2 separate regions of the Mus musculus genome follow, and region 1 is linked to region 2. The links are chromatin contacts, called in public promoter capture Hi-C maps. All regions are on one chromosome and are shown on one strand. Each heading gives the region's core, a stretch centred on a gene start, on an enhancer-like site or on the middle of the called end of the contact. The rest is flanking DNA. Distances are from core to core; before and after follow the strand shown. Region 1 overlaps Als2 (alsin Rho guanine nucleotide exchange factor). Region 2 overlaps Trak2 (trafficking protein, kinesin binding 2).

Region 1 (5,298 bases), core at 1,140-3,639, 270 kb after region 2:
AATGAAGTAAATCTTATAAATCAATGTCGTAGCAGGACAAACTTTAAATAGTTCTTAAAAAACTGAAGATACAGCCGGGCGTGGTGGCGTACGCCTTTAATCCCAGCACTCAGGAGGCAGAGGCAGGCGGATTTCTGAGTTCAAGGCCAGCCTGGTCTACAAAGTGTGTTCCAGGACAGCCAGGGCTATACAGAGAACCCCTGTCTCAAACAAAAAACAAAAAAAACAAAAACAAACAAACAAAAAAAAACCCTGAAGATTCATCCTGTAACTATTTCTGAAGCAGAGAAACTGATAGCTTTCTCTTAAAGCCACTGTTTTTTGGTTTTTTTTTTATTATTTTTTTTATTATGTTATTTTCCTCAATGACATTTCCAATGCTATCCCAAAAGCCTCCTACACACCCCCCCCCCACTCCCCTACCCACCCATTCCCATTTTTTGGCCCTGGCGTTCCCCTGTACTGGGGCATATAAAGTTTGCCTGTCCAGTGGGCCTCTCTTTCCAGTGATGGCCGACTAGGCCATCTTTTGATACATGTGCAGCTAGAGTCAAGAGCTCTGGGGTACTGGTTAGTTCATGATGTTGCACCTACAGGGTTGCAGATCTCTTTAGCTCCTTGGATACTTTCTCTAGCTCCTCCATTGGGGGCCCTGTGATCCATCAAATAGTTGACTGTGAGCATCCACTTCTGTGTTTGTTAGGCCCCGGACTAGTCTCACAAGAGACGGCTATATCAGGGTCCTTGCAACAAAGGCTTTCTAGTGTATGCAATGGTGTCACTGTTTTAATAAACCACGGTTATAGAAACTTCAGAGTCAGCCCTGATCATTAGGAAGACTAAGTTGTTATATCACAGCATGCAATGCTGGCAGCACCCAGGACTCTCCAGAAGTCAATGCACTGAGGCATTACCTTGCGACAACAACCCTGGGAGGGAGAGTCTTCGACTCCCTCCCTCCAACTCCTCCTCTCTGATGTCCATGAGACTTGAGCTTTTCTTCCCTTGCAGTGACTCCTGTTTCACCTGCTCTTCTCGGAGATCTTTCAGACTTTCTGGGCCTGTGGAGGCACTGCCCGACTGAGCTGCCGTCTCGCAGGGGGCAGTGCTGTAAAAGTTCATAACTTTCTTGAGAGACAAGGCCCCAGCTTCATAGGTGGCAGCCACTCTGACACCAACAGCAGATGCACAGGAGACCACCAAGCTGTTGAGGGCTGAGGTGCTTGTGGTTGGTGGACTGTGAAGATCAGGAACTGCTTCTTCTACAAGAGGCTAACACACATACACAGTAGATAAAAACATAAGCAGTCAGTAGTTTAATGCTTATAGCTATCTGCATAAAAAAATCTAAAACAGATCCAAAGGCGATCTGTCTGTCTGTAACCTTAGCATTAAGGAGGCTTAGGGGGAAGAATGAAGCCAGCCTGGGCTACTCAGCAAATCCCAGGCCAATGACAACAGAACTGTCTATCTTCCGTCTCACCCCTCCTGATAGCAGAGTTAACATACTATATGGAAATGGTGCTTGAAACCTAGTTCTTCATCTACGAGCTTCCTCTGGTCTCGGTGCCATGGTTTTAGTGGCATGTTAACATGCTCTCTAGCCACTTTATAAAACCAAGCACGGGAAAAGGAGGGTGAGGTTCAAAGGGCCCTGGCTGCAGCCCTGGAGAGGCTGAGACAAGAGGTGCTCAAGGTCAAAGCTAGCAAGCCTGTCCTATCATAGTAAGACCTTGTCCCAAAAAGTAAATAGACATAAAAAAAAGAAAATAACTGGATTTAATGCAAGGTACCCTGGGTAGAAGGTTGGAAAAACTCAAATTGTTATTACTTAAATACTTTTAGGAAAATTTAAACTGATTACTTGCTAACTAAGAAACAGAAGAAATAAGATATTAAGAAAAGAAGGCTTTTTCTAAAACACTTTATAATGAAGATTTAGATGTAAATTGTATAGGAGGAAATTTTATGCCCTAACCTACTACCCCTCAACTACACTCTCGAGCTGATCCATCAGTGACTATCTCCTGTGACACAGTAGCCGGGCATGCTACAACCTTTGCTCTGGTTACCACAGAGGATAAAAGGAATAGGTTAATAATTAAATACATGGAGCTAGTGTTCTTAGCATGCTTTGTGGGAATATTAGAAAGTTCAATAAAAAATTCCCAGTACCAGTGAAAACTAGGTTGAAATATCAAATACTGTTTACTAAAAAGAAAAAAATTAGATATTCTCAATAAACACCAAAAAGCTTTTGACATATAACCACAGTTACACTGAAAAACTACTGCTTCTCATAGGGTTGATGGCTGGAAAGATAGCTCAGCGGTTTAGAGCACTTGTTGTTCTTTCAGAGGACTCAAGTTCAGCTACCAGGGACTATGCCAGGCGGTTCACAACCACCTGTACCTCTAGTTCCTGGGGATCCAACAACTCTGACCTCCTCGGGCACATGCACATACTCACATGCAGAAACCCACTCCTACACATAGTTAAACATCTACACACAATTAAAAATATAATTTTTTGAAAAAACTGCTTTTTATATCCAAAGATATGCACATTGTTCCTTAATTTATTCTGATTTCAGAACCAAACCTAGCAAAGTATGTTTGTACAGGTCAGGCCAGCCTGGGCTACACAGTGAAATGCTATCTCAAAAACAACAACAAACCAAATAGAAGTAACAATGGCTTCTAATTTTCTTCTAATTTTTAAGTAATTCCCAGTGCCTATCACAGTATCTGGCATACAGCAGGCACTCAGTATAGTTTATCAAATTACATATTTACACATTAGAAACTTAGAAGTTACTTCTATGCAAATAAGTAATCTAATTAAAACAGTCAGCAGAGGCTTGAAAACTACAATTAAAGGCAAGTACTCTGATGGCTTAGGTCTCATGACAAGGGTTCAGTGCTACTGTGACTCCACCCTTTGTCCTGTTGTATCTGTGATGCTCCTAACAGGTGCCCTGAGGGCATCTGAAGGAAGCGCTGACCAGAAAGGAGGGGAGGGGAGGGGAGGGGAGGGGAGGGGAGGGGAGGGGAGGGGAGGGGAGGGGAGGGGAGGGGAGGGGAGGGGAGGGGAGGGGAGGGGAGGGGAGGCAAGGCAAGGCAGAAATCACTGCCCATAGACTTAAGCTACTGTTAATGATGTAATATATATGTATATATGTGTATATATGTGTGTGTGTGCATACATGTATACTTTTATATCTTTACTTATTTGAGGTGATGAAAGCCTCAAGCATGCTTGGCAAGTGCTCTGCCATTGAGCTACATTCTAGCTATTCAATTGTATTTAAACAAATAAAGTAGGGAAAAATTAATTACTAGCCATTTTGATTGAAGACATAATTTTAGAATTTAGAGTCAACCAATAACAAAGCATATAAATTTTTCTGCTCAGTGTAAGGCTAAAATGTTACCTACAAAGATTAAGTTAAATTTAATAGGAACACACACTGCCAAAACCAATATACATAATAAAAACTTAATTTATCAAAATAAGTTCAAAGGAAAGTGAAATATCTTATGGTTTTTTTTTTTTTTTTGGAATACAGAATTTTAATAGTGGTAATTTGATACCCAAATGAGCTGAATACAATAAGCTTTCAGCCTTAAATTTAATAGAGGAATGACTTCTAAAAGGGCAAACTCGTTTCTGTGTTTGTTTTTGATGCAAAAACCTCTGTAGCCTGATCTGGCCTCAAACTTAAGATCAGGAAAATCAAATTTTTTTATAAACACATACAGTTTAAGAATTTTCTATAAACATTCTTGGTAAATTAATGTTGCTTTCTTTAGATTTTTTTCTTATAAACAGTTTACTCTTAATTGAAAAAAAAAAAGTCAGGTACCAACAAGTTCAAAGAGTTTGTGTGACCCAAGACTGTTTCTAAAAACACCCCACCTTCGTACTCTGACAGTAGCTTTGGGAATAAAGAACTGAGAGCTCTCATGGCTGTAAAGCCCCTGAGTGAAAAAGAGCAGAAACAGTTCATTCCTGATTAGATGGCTTGCTTCCTTCCCACTACCACCTTTGGCACAAAGCAAATCGTAAATCCCCAGTAATCCCAAGAGCAAACCAGAAACTGTCTTTTTGGAACACTGTTTCCAGCAGTGGTGTCACCCACTCTGAAGTCTTCAGTGAGAATTCAATGAGAATAAGACAATAGAAAATATTTCCCCACCTCAAATAAAGCCCAGTAAGGACCAGTAATAACTGAAAACAAAACTAAAAATACAACAAACCTGAAACATAATGGAAAACCTCTAAGTTTCGTTTCTTTTCTCTCTTTTTGTTTTTGTTTTCGGTTTTTGTTTATGAGTGTTAATTGCAGCCCTTGCTGGCTTGATACTACGTAGTGTAGGCTAGCCCCAAACTCATAGCAATCCTCCTGCTTTGGCCTCCTAAATTATGTACATGCAGAACCAAGTCTAGAAACTGTTAAGTTGTCATAGGCTTGCCTACAACTAAATGCTCTGCAGCCTAGTAACCTCGCTAGAGGGGAGAGCTTTAGGAACTCTGAAGAGACACCGCAGTCCAGTCCAGAAGCAGCTCTGTGAGCCATCGTTATACTGATTATACTCTTCTGGGGACTACCAAAATGTGGTGCAAAATGCCAGGATGGCAAAATACAAGCCATTTCTAACTAAAGCAAGCCCAGCATGTCATCTTTCTGAATTAGCACAGGCTCCCGCCTCTCTAGGCTTGCTTAGAGCCTAGAGACAGAATTATAGCAGCCTGACTGAGGGAGAAAAAAAAAAACTTGCTGAACTTGACTTCAGCTCTTAAAGGAGCACAAAAACAAAGACTTTAACTCCAAATAACCTTGATAACTCCAAATAACATTTATGCTATGAAATGTAGCAGCTACCTGGACCTGGGGTGGCTTTTCTCCAGGCTCATGGTTCTCCCTCATCGAATGCTCTGACAGCTTCTGCAGGTATGCAGTTACCGCATGGGTGTCTGGGTATGACGGAGCTGTTCTGGCAGAAGACACTTCAGCTGTTCCCACGACGTTCTGCTGGGTGGAAATGGCACTGCCACTTGTGGTCTGACTGCTTCCCATGTTCAGTTCAGCTTCTACCACCGTGTTCTCAAACACCTCTCCCTGCTCATCCAGTGCCTCTGGGTGAGGGCTGGGAGCAGGGCTGGCATGCTTTTCTGCTTGAGACTCGGACAATGTCACACCTAAAGGGCAGCAATGGCTGTCCGATATTATCACATGGTCCTCTTTGTCTGTCATGGTGATGAGCAGCTGGCTGCACTGATTGCATCTCTCTGGGA
Region 2 (4,887 bases), core at 1,815-4,314:
GCTTCCGTATTAAACCTAGAATCTCTACTCAGAGGACCCATGTCAATAAACTCAGCCTGCTCTACTTTTATGTTCCTTCCACCCTTATCCCACACCCTTAAAATCCATTCCCACACATATTCACCAGGTTTCTGCTTGAATGAATTAGCAAACTCATTAAGCTCCTTAGTAGTGTAGCGAATTTCCTCATGGACTACACTTTCTACCTCCCCTCTAGGAGCCTGTTTTGCTTTGAGTCTGGTTACAGGTCTAGAAGAAACTATTGGTGGGCCTTGAGAAACATCAGTAGTGAAAGTCATTGCTGGTTTATCAGACTCTGCAAAATTAATTTCCTCATGTGGGGAAGGCATTATTTCAAGGGGTGGGGCTGAGAGTACTACTTCCTCAGGTGGGGCAAACCCTTGAGAATCTGAAGATTCAAAATTCTCAGCTTCAACATGGTCTTCCCACACATCCCCGTCCCATGTTATAGGATCCCATTCTTTGCCAATTAGAGCCCTTACTTTAACTGTCGACACACTCTGAGGCTGAGACTTGAATTTTCGCTGTAGTTCAGCCAACCTTACAATGAGAGTTTCCGTTTGATTTTCTGCAACTTGAGCTCTATTGCTACAAGAGAGAAGATTCTCTTCAAGGACACACTTAGCAACTTTTAGATCGTTTACTTGTGTCTGGAGCCTTTCGATTTTATCACACAACTTCTTCCTTTCATTCATCATTTTTTCCACAGATACTAAGAGCAGCCAGCCAGTAAAATCATTTTCCGATTTTTTCCCCATCTTGTAGAAAGCTTTGTGCACTGAATCACGTAATTCATTAAGAAAATCAAGGGCATTAGCTTCTTTAAGTTCGAAATATAGTTTCAACCATGGGTCTTCAAAATTCTCTTGAGCTCCCAGGAGGGAGAGAATCTGGAGAGGTTCCAATAGTTGAAAGTGCTGGTGGATCAACAAGCCAATTCCAGTATTTTAAAAGATTCATCCTGTACTTCTGTTATTCTAGAACCACTTCTGGTACCAACTTCGGTATTAGTCAGGGTTCTCTAGAGTCACAGAACTTATGGATAGTCTCTAGATAGTAAAGGAATTTATTGATGACTTACAGTTGGCAGCCCAATTCCCAACAATGGTTCAGTCACAGCTGTGAATGGAAGTCCAAGGATCTAGCAGTTACTCAGTCTCACACAGCAAGCAGGCGAAGGAGCAAGAGCTAGAGCTAGACTCCCTTCTTCCAATGTCCTTATATTGTCTCCAGCAGAAGGTGTAGCCCAGATTAAAGGTGTGTTCCACCACACCCTTAATCCCAGATGAAAAGGTGTAGCCCAGATTAAAGGTGTGTTCCTTAAACTTGGAGATTCAATCTTCTGGAATCCATAGCCACTATGGCTCAAGATCTCCAAACCAAGATCCAGATAAGGATCTCCAAGCCTCCAGATAAGGGTCACTGGTGAGCCTTCCAATTCCGGATTGTAGTTCATTCCAAATATTGTCAAGTTGACAACCAGGAATAGCCACTACACCATGTAAAGCAGATGAGACACAGTCCTGGAATAAGATTCTTATCGCCAGATGATTTCTCAACACAAAATTAAACTAAGGAAAATCCCTTATATAGAATATATCAAGATCACATAATTCAACAGGATTTCACATAATTCATATGATTTTTGCATAGACTGCATGAATTTTTAAATGGCCAATAACTGCATATGAAAGCACACTCAGTGTTATTAGTCATCAAGGAAACTAAAGTCCCCAAAGAAGCTACAGTGCAGATTACAGAAATGGTTCAAAGCAATGGACTGACCTTACCAAGTGATCATGGTGTGGGGCAGCAGCCAGCAGGGCAGAACCTACAGCCTTTGCTGGTCTTAAAGACAAGTTTGATCAGAACACGATCATATTCATTCTTTCATGGTTAATCTATGACTGCTTTTCTGTTACAATAGCAAAGAAGGTTAAAAAATAATAATTTTAAAAGCACAAATTAAAAAATCTTGTGGGCATGGTGACACATGCTTTTTTTGTTGTTTGTTTTTTTCAAGACAGGATTTCTCTGTGTAGTCCTGGCTGTCCTGGAACTCACTCTGTAGACCAGGCTGGCCTTGCACTCAGAAATCCGCCTGCCTCTGCCTCCCAAGCACAGGGATCAAAGGCGTGCACCACCACTGCCTAGCCGACACATGCTTTAATCCCAGCAATTAGGAAGCTGAGACAGGCAGGTCTCTGTGAGTTCAAGGGGTACAAAGAGAAGTACTATCTGGAAAAACCAAAGAAAGGAGAGAGAGAGAGAGAGAGAGAGAGAGAGAGAGAGAGAGAGAGAGAGAAAGAGAGAGAGAGAGAGAGCTATGTTTGGGTCAATCAGTAGATATGTTTGGGTTAATCAGTAGAGGCTGAGAAATTGTTTTGAGATTGTTTGAACCTTGAAGAAATGTTGTCTCTCTAGAGAATCTGTACTAGGTGCTACGTGAGAGTGTGCAGCTAGAACCAACCTTGGTCCTAGGGTACTCCTGGCAAACCTGTGGTTCTTACTTTGTTTATGGCTAGCCAATGACTGAGATCTGTGTGCGCTGTCTGCTCTCAGGGACAGCAAGGGCAAGATAACTTTGGTAGCTGGAACCTTTCCCAGCCTCAAGTAACCTTGTATAATGTTTGAATAAAGTAACTAGAGTGAGCTGGCTGAGTGTCAGTCTTTTCCAAGAAGGCTGAACCCCTCTGCTCCTTTGGAAAATGAAGTCTGGTCCTTATGGCAGCACAGCAAGCTCTCTTATGTTCTTTTATTTATTTATTTTTAAAATTATTTATTCTTGCAGATATAACATCAAGGGCCTACAACTTTGTCTTCCAAATCCACAAGTCAGTGAGCTAGCTTACAAGTCCTGCTCACAGGGGTTCAGTGGATATATGGGAGGCAGGCACAAAGAACTGCACAGAAGGCAGACTTTGCTAATGTGAGAGGAGACAAGGATGAACTGACTTAAGTCACTCTGTCTCAGGGTCACCAGGCTGCATAGGGAGGCTGGGGTTTCATCACAGCAGGTCATGCAGATCAGACTGAGGAATTTGCACTTTGTCCGGTAGGAAATAACACTTCAACATTATCAAAGTGAACTCACCAGTGATGCTCTCCGAGTCTCTATGATTGCTACTCATGAGGTTTGCTTCACCTGTTCGTGATTTGAAAATGGCATTCTGGGATTGACTCATGCAGAATCCTTTCCTGCTTTGGTTGAAAGGGGCAGCTTTCGTATGAATCGCAGGAAAGGAAATCCATTAAGCCATTTAGTAAAGAAATGGGCGTGGTCATATGGATATTTTCTTTAGAACAGATTTTCTGCGATGAGTCAGGTGACATCTGCAGCTGTAAGTGCTCTCATGTGGTTACCAATCCTGGACAGTCATGGCCTAAAACAAAGAACAGAGAGGGTGGTCAGAATTCAGCATGCTCTTTAATAACAGGACTCTAATCACCTGCCATTAAAAATGTTTTTCTAAGACATACACAACAACATGAGTAAACCTCAATGCAATTAGGGTGGGTCAAAAAAAGAAAGAAAAGAAAAAAAGTCAGCTCATGGTTTATGATTGCATTTTTGTAAGACTTCTAGGAAAAAACTCCGCCACCACCAATATATCTACAATGTCAAAGAGCAGATAACTGGCTGGGTGAGGGAAGGACTTGGGCACAGGAGAAGAGTTTGGGAACGACACATGTAGCCCGAGTGATGGCTTCAAACGTGCATGAATGATGCCAAGTGTAATCCAATTCCACAGCTGAAGCATGATGTCAGCACTCTTTACTGCAGTGCCCTATCATGGAGAACTGCAATGCAGTGCTGCAGCGCACAGGCCTGGAGGCACATGGAGGCACATGCATGCCAGGCCTTTATGCTGTATGTAGAACAGTGAAACGCTACTTGAAGGCAAACTGCGACGGAGGAACCATGTACACGACAATCCAAAAACAAATAATGTAATAACTTAAGAACTGTAGATAATAACCAATAAAAGAGACGAAATGGAGTAAGTTGTTCAGCTCTGGCCACTGCTGGCATTTGTGTCATTTGTGTGGCCCACACTGAATGAACCTTAACAACACTTGCCCTGTCCTGACTAGATGCTAGCAGAATCTCCTTTCTAGGCCTTCTCCTAGATGCAACAGGTAAAATGTCTCCAGACACTGCCAGATGTCCCTGGAGGCAAAACTACTCCTGGTGGAGATCCACTGATAAAAAAGAAATTCAACATCACTCAAAATATTTATCTGCTGGACCATGAAACTTAGCTAAGCTTTACTCACTATTGGATAGACAGGGCCTAGAGAAAAGGCTGATTCAAAGCTCTACCGATAACAGTATAAATTGCTATAAGGTTTTAGAAAGGCTTTCCCAATGTCTACCAAGCTTTCGATGCACAGGAACTGCAACTCAACAATTCTACCAACAGAATTTATACACTGTAGATATTCACAAAGCATGCCCGACATAGGGACAAGAATACCCACACAGTACTGACTTAAGTATTTTGTTTTCAGAAGCACACATACAAGTGGAATGACCATAATGATATGTTTCAGTAATGCGTACATGTAATGCATAATGTTTTAGTAGTTTAGTAATGTGCATGAAAGGAGTCAGAATCCAGGCCAGGAACATGTGATCCCAGCACTCAGGAGGCTGAGGCAAAGGACAGTGAGTTGGAGGCCAGCTTAGGCTACAGAAAAAGTTTCAGGTAAACCTACACAACTTAACATGACCTAGTTTCAAAACGATCAAAGAGCCAGGCATGGTGGCACACTCCTTTAATCCCAGCACTTGGAAGGCCAGAGGCAGGTGGATCTCTAAGAATTTGAGGCCAGACAGTACTATATAGTGAGATGTCATAAAGA

What was found. Capture Hi-C pulls out chosen DNA fragments and counts their contacts.
Region 1: a promoter capture Hi-C map of liver shows a contact between it and region 2. The contact joins two enhancer-like sites.

The regions. Positions count from the first base shown.
Region 1 is chr1:59,210,217-59,215,514 of GRCm38.p6, forward strand. It overlaps Als2 (alsin Rho guanine nucleotide exchange factor), which reads right to left. Exons shown (of 34, transcript NM_028717.6): 4 at 4,886-5,298; 5 at 915-1,272. Among named protein-coding and RNA genes, the nearest start is that of Als2, 24 kb to the right of the region's middle. Within about 2 kb of position 2,390, at least 20 of the 459 cell types and tissues checked have an H3K27ac peak or open chromatin away from gene starts, as enhancers often do. A contact at or near this core is called in liver, where this site is marked.
Region 2 is chr1:58,943,132-58,948,018 of GRCm38.p6, forward strand. Trak2 (trafficking protein, kinesin binding 2) reads right to left here. Exons shown (of 16, transcript NM_172406.3): 2 at 3,116-3,404. The coding sequence starts at 3,206. Among named protein-coding and RNA genes, the nearest start is that of Trak2, 28 kb to the right of the region's middle. Within about 2 kb of position 3,065, at least 24 of the 459 cell types and tissues checked have an H3K27ac peak or open chromatin away from gene starts, as enhancers often do. A contact at or near this core is called in liver, where this site is marked.